3 separate regions of the Mus musculus genome follow, and all the other regions are linked to region 1. Evidence: chromatin contacts called from public Hi-C data. All regions are on one chromosome and are shown on one strand. Each heading gives the region's core, a stretch centred on a gene start, on an enhancer-like site or on the middle of the called end of the contact. The rest is flanking DNA. Distances are from core to core; before and after follow the strand shown. Region 1 has its middle 31 kb from the start of D330046F09Rik. Region 2 has its middle 30 kb from the start of E130120K24Rik. Region 3 holds the start of E130120K24Rik (a long non-coding RNA gene).

Region 1 (2,529 bases), core at 22-2,521:
AAGATTCGATCTGGGAGTCAAGCACACCGGACGCCTGAGATTTCACCATAGACCGATGGGACTGAAAAAAGTGCTGGCCCTGGCTTTCCATTCTTTGATCACCCCTACTGGCCAAGGGAGGCTCCTGCTGTGGGCACCTGATTGCTTCCCTTGTAGGGTCTGCTATGCTTAGGGCCACCCAGCTCCCCCAACAAGAATCAGAACACCCTGAAACAGGTGTCCGCTCTGTCAGAATCCTCCACCTGGTGGACGCGGCCAGAAAGTGCTTGCCCTGCAAGCGTGAGACCCTGCTGCTGTGTTCAGTCTCTAGTACCCACACAAAGGTGAAGAAAGGCTGGGATGGCCGTGAGTGCGGGAAAGGTGGACTTCTGTGGCTCACTGGCTGGTCAACCAGCCTACTTGACAAGTTCCAGGCCAGTGAAAGAACCTGTCTTGAAGAGGAAAAAAGAAAGGAGGGGACAGCACCTGAGGGTGTCCCCGCCCACCATACGCAATGTGTGGCCACATTAATATACACACTCCAAGAAAAAAAAATGTGACAGGCACAGTGACGTCCTGATACACTGGCCTCTCTCTCTCTCTCTCTCTCTCTCTCTCTCTCTCTCTCTCTCTCTCTCTCTCTCTTTGTTTTTTTGTTTGGTTGTTGTTGTTGTTGTTGTTGTTTCGAGACAGGGTTTCTCTGTATAGCCCTGGCTGTCCTGGAACTCACTCTGTAGACCAGGCTGGCCTCGAACTCAGAAATCCGCCTGCCTCTGCCTCCCCAGTGCTGGGACTAAGGGTTTGCACCACCACGCCCAGCTCATACAGTCCGACTGGTTTGGACCATATACTAAAATTCCAGAGACCGAAAAATGCACAACTGTCCAAAGCTGTCTTTCTACCCAGAAAAACGTACTTCCAAGAAAAGAGGAGAAAGCAAGAGAAACGTAGTTACGTGTCTTGTATTGATATTAACCAAAGTCAGTCTACTTCTGCTCGAAGGGAAGTGGGCCACAGAAAACCTTCATTTCACTCCCAACAGTTGAGGCTGATCAGCAGGCAGATTGAAAATTGAAGACCAGCCTGGATGTGGGGGTCAGGGAGCAGGCTGGAGTGGGGGGCTGGGGGGGGTGTACTCCTAGAAAAGAGACTCAAATGTTTAGAGATGAACACACAGCTGATCTCCAGCCCCAGTGCAGACACTGACCACAGACGTGGTACTTTCTGAGAGACCAGAAGCTCCAGGAGGATCTGACACAGGAGCTTGGCTAGGGAGCCTTTGCGCTTGCGCAAACTCTGTTGTTTAAATAGTGTCTCTTAGTCACCACTCCTGCGCTGGGTGCCAGGATTTAACAGCCCAGTGCGATCCTATCGCAAATTTCCTGGCCCTCCTCACTTTACCTCCGAAACCTGTTTTGGTGACTGATGCAGCCTTATCGGCCCCTTCTACCCTTCCGATTGTGGATCGGATCTCCTGCCCAGCATTCCTGTCTTCAGACTGGCTGGCTGGAGGCATTTCCCTTCCCTGCTCAACAAACTTGTTTTCTGGAGCCTGGAGGACAGGAGTGGGGGCAGGGAGGAGGAAGAGTAAGCTTTGTTGGTTTGTTTCTAACACAGGCTAAGATCATTGCTTTCTGGGAAGTTTCTAGATGTTTCTGGGTATCAAACTGTTTGTTTTCCAAGGTGAGTGTCCCGAAGTTAAGGTAATGTCAGCTGAATTATACAAAACAACTCTACCTCCCTAGAGAGAGCAGCCACCAAGAGAAACACGGTCCTTGCCTTTGAGCTTGTTGAGTAGGCAGGAAAGACAGCAGAAGTCTGCCAAACACACTTTGTTCTGTTTTCTTCAATTTCCCCCCCATCCAAAGCTTACTGGTTATGAAATATTAACCAGTAAGGTTATATAGTTTCCCCTTTAATCTCAGAAGCCAATTTCTGAGAACTACATTTTTTTTCTTGTGGTGGTGGTCTCAAACTTGTGACCCTCCCGTGCCAGCCTCCTGAATCATTCACCGCATCTCTCTACTCCACGTCACGGTAATCACAGTTATAAGGGGGTATAAATTAGGGGTATAAGACGCTGAGACATGGCGTTTCCTCTAGGCAAAACTAATCTGACACATATACCAGATTTACCTGGAGGATTCTATCCCCGCTCTCCTCGGCAAGCAATTAAAACTCTGTTCTTCCACAGTCTGTAAAAACAGACTTGTAAGCAAGTGCAGATTCAGATCGCTGGATCACAATGGAGTCGATCCACAGATACATAACATCTAATAAAAAAAAAAAGTGACTACAGACCCTAAAGGACATGCACCTCCCCTGTTTGTTTAGTGGTTTGCTCCTCTTATCAGGAAAAAGAAAAAAAAGGCGTGTGAAGAATTTTGAGAGTTGAAAGATACTTGTGGGGGTGGTCTGTGGTGTGTGGTGTGTGTGTGTGTGTGTGTGTGTGTGTGTGTGTGTGTGTGTGTGTGTGTGTGTGTATACAAGCTTGCCAAGCAGGCTTCTTGCAGAATTCACTTACCAAGAGTGTAGCCTGTTGTTGTGGAA
Region 2 (2,529 bases), core at 18-2,517, 190 kb before region 1:
GGACCGAAGGAAGGCCTTGGCCTTGATGGTACATTGGAATCACCAGGGAGCGTCACAAAGCTCAGAGGCCTGGATCCTGTCTTGTAGGTTTAATGACTTTGGTCTGGAGTTTAGCCTGAGATGGAGGAGTTCTAAATCCACGAGATTCTACCATGCAGTTAAAAGTCCAAGAACCACTGCCCTGGAAAGTAGACATAGATCTGCCTGATATCCCAGAGCTGTCAGGCAACTGTGCTGACCGAATGTAGGAGCTCTTCTTAAAATGTAACTCATGGTCGCCGAGCATCAGCAGAGGATCCACAGTAAACTGCTTCAGGGTGGACCCTCAATTCCAAATGCTGTGCCATGTGAAGGAAGCTTTGGGACAGAGCAAACAAAACGAGAGACATTGAGGAGATGGAAAAATCACTTTCACTGGGTTTTAAACTGGGCTGCCCACCTCCCAAGACAACTTGGCCCTGACCCTTTCATCAGAGTTAGAGGGACTCCTGAGCAAAAGCACTTTTGTTTGTTAATTTGTTCATTTTAAATTTCTTTTATTTATTTTTATGTTATTTATTACTTATCCTTCAAAAATTACATATATATATATATATATAAAATCCCTCTCACATCTTACATCCCTCACACTCCCATAGAACCTCTTTGTCTCCCCAACAAGTTAGCCCTCCTACCCATGTCTCTCTGTGTGCACCCCACTGTATTGAATTAAAATTGCTCCTCTCTGTGTGTACCCCACTGTATTGAATTAAAATCGCTCACATAAGCTTGACTGAGAGGTTATTTTTCACGAGCAAAGGCAACTTACTCTACATCACCGAGGACTCTCTTCCCTCCCAGCATCTATTAACTAACTGCCTGTGGCTCCTTAGGAAGGACTGAGGGCCTCATGAGTCTCCCTCCTCAGGCTCAATGGGAAGTTAGCGGTCCTAGGCTTAAGCAGGTCTTGTGCAGGTAAGCATCCATTCTGTGAGAATCCATGCCCACATGTCCAGAAGGCAGCATCTCACGACATCCCTCTCCATCTTCTGACTTTCATATTCTCCCATCCTTCCTCCCACTGATACTCCTCTCCGAACCTTGGAGGTGGGTGATGTAGCTACCTCACCCAAGATCAAGCACTGATTGCTGATTTGAAGAATCATGCCCCCTTACATATGAAGATACATAGGAACCACCTGCAGGACTCACTAAACACACAGCTTCCTCGTTGTGGTCCTGAGGCTCCTGAGTCACAGGGTTGGAGTAGGGCCCAGGAATCTAAAGTCTTCAGAACTCTCCAGGTGACTGTGACTAAGGTTCTCTGAACCCCGCCTTGGAGAAACTGAATCATCCCATCACCAGGCAACTGAATTGTTCTTCTTTGGTTAAATATATTATCAGTCAAAGAAAACAAAACAATAGCTCTTAGTGAAGTGGGTTGTGGTAATTTTCCCCCAAAGCACTTAACTAAAATTCTTATCGAAAAAACCTCCAAAAATATCCTTTTTGGGGAGGGCCATGTTTACTCCTATTTTCAGTTTATCTACCAAAAAGAATGAAGATGGATGGCTATAAACACGAAGCAGATGCAGCCATTCCCACAGCTGTGAGCCAATAGAGTTCTTGGGAATCGTGGGGCACCTTTCAAAATCAAAACTCCTCTCATGTTTCAAAGGATCACAAATGTGGATGGAGCCCAAACAACCACCATGACAATACTCGTTCCCAGGATAAGGAAATGTGTGGACGGGAATGGCTATGTTTCTCTAGGTTCAGAATTTCCGAGAGTGATTGGAAAGGCTGTTTGCATTTATTTTTTAAATATAACAAACTTTCATTATGGAGGTTTATCCCACCTGGAATCCAGGAAAATGGAAAGAGATGATAGTGTCATTTTGAGTTTGGAGTTGAAATATCAACAAACTATTTATCCAGTATCTTTTTCTGGTTCTCTCTCTGTGTGTGTGTGTGTGTGTGTGTGTGTGTGTGTGTGTGTGTGTGTGTGTATACTTTTTGCAAGATGCAGCTCTAATCATTTAGCACCAAATTTTGGGGATTTATAGCTGATGAATCTAAAAACTAATTCAACCCACACTTAAACCCCCAAAGAGGGAAGCTTTCGTGTGTGGGAGGTAGGGTACACTCTTCACTACTTGTTTTTTTTTTTTATTCAAAATTTCCCTGGTCCTCTTAATCTCTCCAGCCTTGGCCATTGTTTCTATGCTGTGCCCACATTCCCCTGGCACAGGCATGGAATGGCATGCTTGGAATGTCTCCGCCCTGCATAATAGTTTTGGACCGAGCTTATCCCTTTTTCCTTGAAAAACCTCTGTGGTACAAGCTTTTGCTATGCTTTTATGATTCTGTGTATTGTTGAACGTGGACCAAATAGTGAGAACTTCTGTTCCATCAAGCCACTGACACCCAGAGACTTCCCACAGAAAGGAAACCTAGGCTCTTCTGCCTAGGCTCCAGGTCTCTATTATTTTTGTCTTTACTTCCGGCTCCTTTCTAGTTCCTCTTCAGAATGTACAGGTTATCTCCAAG
Region 3 (2,529 bases), core at 20-2,519, 160 kb before region 1:
CAGGCCCTCCAACAACATTCCACAAATGATTCTTAAAACTGGCTGGGTCGCAGTGGTCAGTCAGCCTCAGCTTCAACAACCCAAAACAGAACAGCTCCTTCGTGTCTTCAGACAAGTCAGGCAAACTCAAAAGATGTTTGGTCTTAGCTCTTCCACCAGCTTGTTGCACTGTGCTTGGGAAGTTAAACCATGGTTTGATCCTTCAGCTTTTCCTCAAGTGAATAAAAAATTGAAATTTCACGAGCTTCAGAAAGACATCTACTTCGTTGAGAAATATTTCAAATCCATACCTAGCCTTATAAGACTCCTGCCCTGGGCCAAGTCGTCATGTGTGCCAGATTAAAAAAAAAAAAAAAAAAAAAAAAAGGAGACCCCAAATTCTATTGATTTCACCTGATTCTCTTCAGGTCTGTGAAGTGTATGCAACCACAGAGTTTTGTTTTGTTTTTAATAATGTTCTACAAGTCTGCCCTCCATTAAAGATAGTTTGAGGGAAGGTGTTGCCCAGACATAGGACAAACTACTTAAGCTATAATAGTTTTATTTTTCCTTTGCTAATATAATAAAATAGTTGGCAATATAAAGAATAAAGTCTTCCAATTCTCAGCTTAGTGTCTAGAGATTTAATAATCAAGCTAGCATCTAGTTCCCTCACTGCATCTTAATGTGTCTAGTTGAAGCAAAGGAAACCTATGTCCACTGGTTCTCCCTTAGCCAACATATTGCTCTAACTTCCCTCTGAAATTTGCACCTAGCTAGATAAATGTTCCATGATATTTTGGGTTTTTTTTTTTAAACATTGCCTTGAATGTGTGAAAGGTTGTGTGGTTTAAGGCAGAATAAAAAAGAAGGAGCCATAGAGGGAAATACAACCTGTCTACAAACTCATGCCCTTTGCAGCAGATAGAGCTGGCAGTGTAGTAAAGCAAAAAGGCCTAATTAATTAATTAATTAATTAATTAAATTAAAAAGCCCTCATTCTTCTGAACCCAGAAATGACAGATAGCCATTTTCCTAAGAATCCCTCCCTCCTAAGACACTTAAAATACAAGTCATGAAAGATGAGGATGTTTCTACTGACTCGGGAAGTCTCTTAAACTGTGAGCTAGACAGAGTCACGGCCATCTGAGTCTAGTTTCTGTACCTTCACTTTGAGCCTCATTGCCAGTCTGGCTCTTTGTTTAGGTGACCCTTGGCCCTCGGAGTCAATGTTTGTCTTCTAAATGGTATTTCAACACGAACATCTGGTGATGTCCCCCAGCCTGACATTTGTGAAGCAGATGCTTCCAGTGGCCTGGAGTGTGCCTTGTGGGTCAGTGTTTGCAGTAATGCCCTCTGGCATTGATCTCTGTGGTACCTCTCCCCAGGTACGAAAAGAAATGTACCAGGAAGTGGCTGTGAGAGAGAACCCTGCGGACCATCTGGAGGTAATCTTGGGATATAAAAGGCTGAATCCTGTAGAAAGGAATAGCTGGAGGTGGGGAGTAGGGGTGAAATAGTAAGTCCTTGGTGTTTTCTTCAGCTGCACATCGAGTTTTCTGATGAATCTATACTGCAACTTGGCCCATTTCTTTACATCTGTCTTTTCCTCAGTTCAGGATCTTTGCTTTTGAGTATTTGAAGGAACAGAGAGGGGGATCTGCTGCAAGCTACCATTCCCACGCAGCAGACCCTCTCTCCACACACTCGTGTGTGTACACACAACAGAGAGAGAGAGAGAGAGAGAGAGAGAGAGAGAGAGAGAAAACCCACATGCACATACATGCACACTTTATGAACCTGAAGACAAAACCAATGGGCCATGCAAACAAGAGCCTTCAGGAGTCTACCAAGAGTCATGAAACGCTTTCAAAGACCAGGAAGGTTGATTAATGAAAATTACTAATTTGTTTTCATTTTTTTTCTAGCATTTGCATCAAGTCTCCCTCATGTTACTCACAGCCATATCTATACAATCCCCTCAAACGGGTTCATCTCAATCTACTCAGAATTAGATACAGGCAGTCATGGGTTCTTTCGTAATATTCTTCATAAAGATGTATGGCTCCCCAACCGAAGAGCCTAGACTCCATCAGCTCCTCATCCATTCACCTCCACTAAAACTCTGTTATCCAAGTGATCAACAAAGACAGGAGTATTCTTCACTCAAGCCAAGCTGTCTGTATACGGTGGGTGGGATTCTAAGATGTCTCCCAGGAGCTCACACCCTTGTGCTAGGGCATTTGAACTGTGACTTGCTTCAAACTAACAGAATCCAGCAAGCACAGCAGAATGCCACTCTGATGGCCACAGAGTTGACTTTAAGTTGGCAAGAGGGGAGATGAGAAAGGGTGGAACCCATGTCATCTGCTGAGTCCTCCAGAGGAGGGTTGAGAACATGAGGGCTGAGGCAAGAGGGACTTACCCAGTCATGCGGGGGGGGGGGGGGGTGTGGATTTTGTGAGAGGGTTAAATGGCAAAGACAACTGTAGTTGCTGAGAAGAAAACAAGGATCTTAGCTATAAAGTGTGTAGGTAATAGAGCAGCTTT

What was found. A called contact is a pair of places that touch in the nucleus more often than the background predicts.
Region 2: a contact with region 1 is called in a Hi-C map of uterus, with 1.9 times the contacts expected there. The contact joins two enhancer-like sites. A contact is called at or near these places in 6 of 484 Hi-C or Micro-C datasets (MC3T3-E1-derived osteoblasts, embryonic stem cells, muscle stem cells and 1 more) and 1 of 115 datasets of contacts at active chromatin or transcription factors (pancreatic cancer cells).
Region 3: a contact with region 1 is called in a Hi-C map of liver, with 6 times the contacts expected there. The contact joins the promoter of E130120K24Rik here to the enhancer-like site in region 1. A contact is called at or near these places in 5 of 484 Hi-C or Micro-C datasets (the G1E-ER4 cell line, cortical neurons, liver and 1 more) and 1 of 115 datasets of contacts at active chromatin or transcription factors (embryonic stem cells).

Annotation. Positions count from the first base shown.
Region 1 is chr14:46,703,105-46,705,633 of GRCm38.p6, forward strand. No RefSeq gene overlaps it. Among named protein-coding and RNA genes, the nearest start is that of D330046F09Rik, 31 kb to the left of the region's middle. Within about 2 kb of position 1,272, at least 79 of the 459 cell types and tissues checked have an H3K27ac peak or open chromatin away from gene starts, as enhancers often do. A contact at or near this core is called in liver, pancreatic cancer cells, trophoblast stem cells and 1 more, where this site is marked.
Region 2 is chr14:46,515,209-46,517,737 of GRCm38.p6, forward strand. No RefSeq gene overlaps it. Among named protein-coding and RNA genes, the nearest start is that of E130120K24Rik, 30 kb to the right of the region's middle. Within about 2 kb of position 1,268, at least 49 of the 459 cell types and tissues checked have an H3K27ac peak or open chromatin away from gene starts, as enhancers often do. A contact at or near this core is called in pancreatic cancer cells and uterus, where this site is marked.
Region 3 is chr14:46,545,076-46,547,604 of GRCm38.p6, forward strand. It overlaps E130120K24Rik (a long non-coding RNA gene), which reads left to right and starts at 1,270. Exons shown (of 3, transcript XR_874591.1): 1 at 1,270-2,168.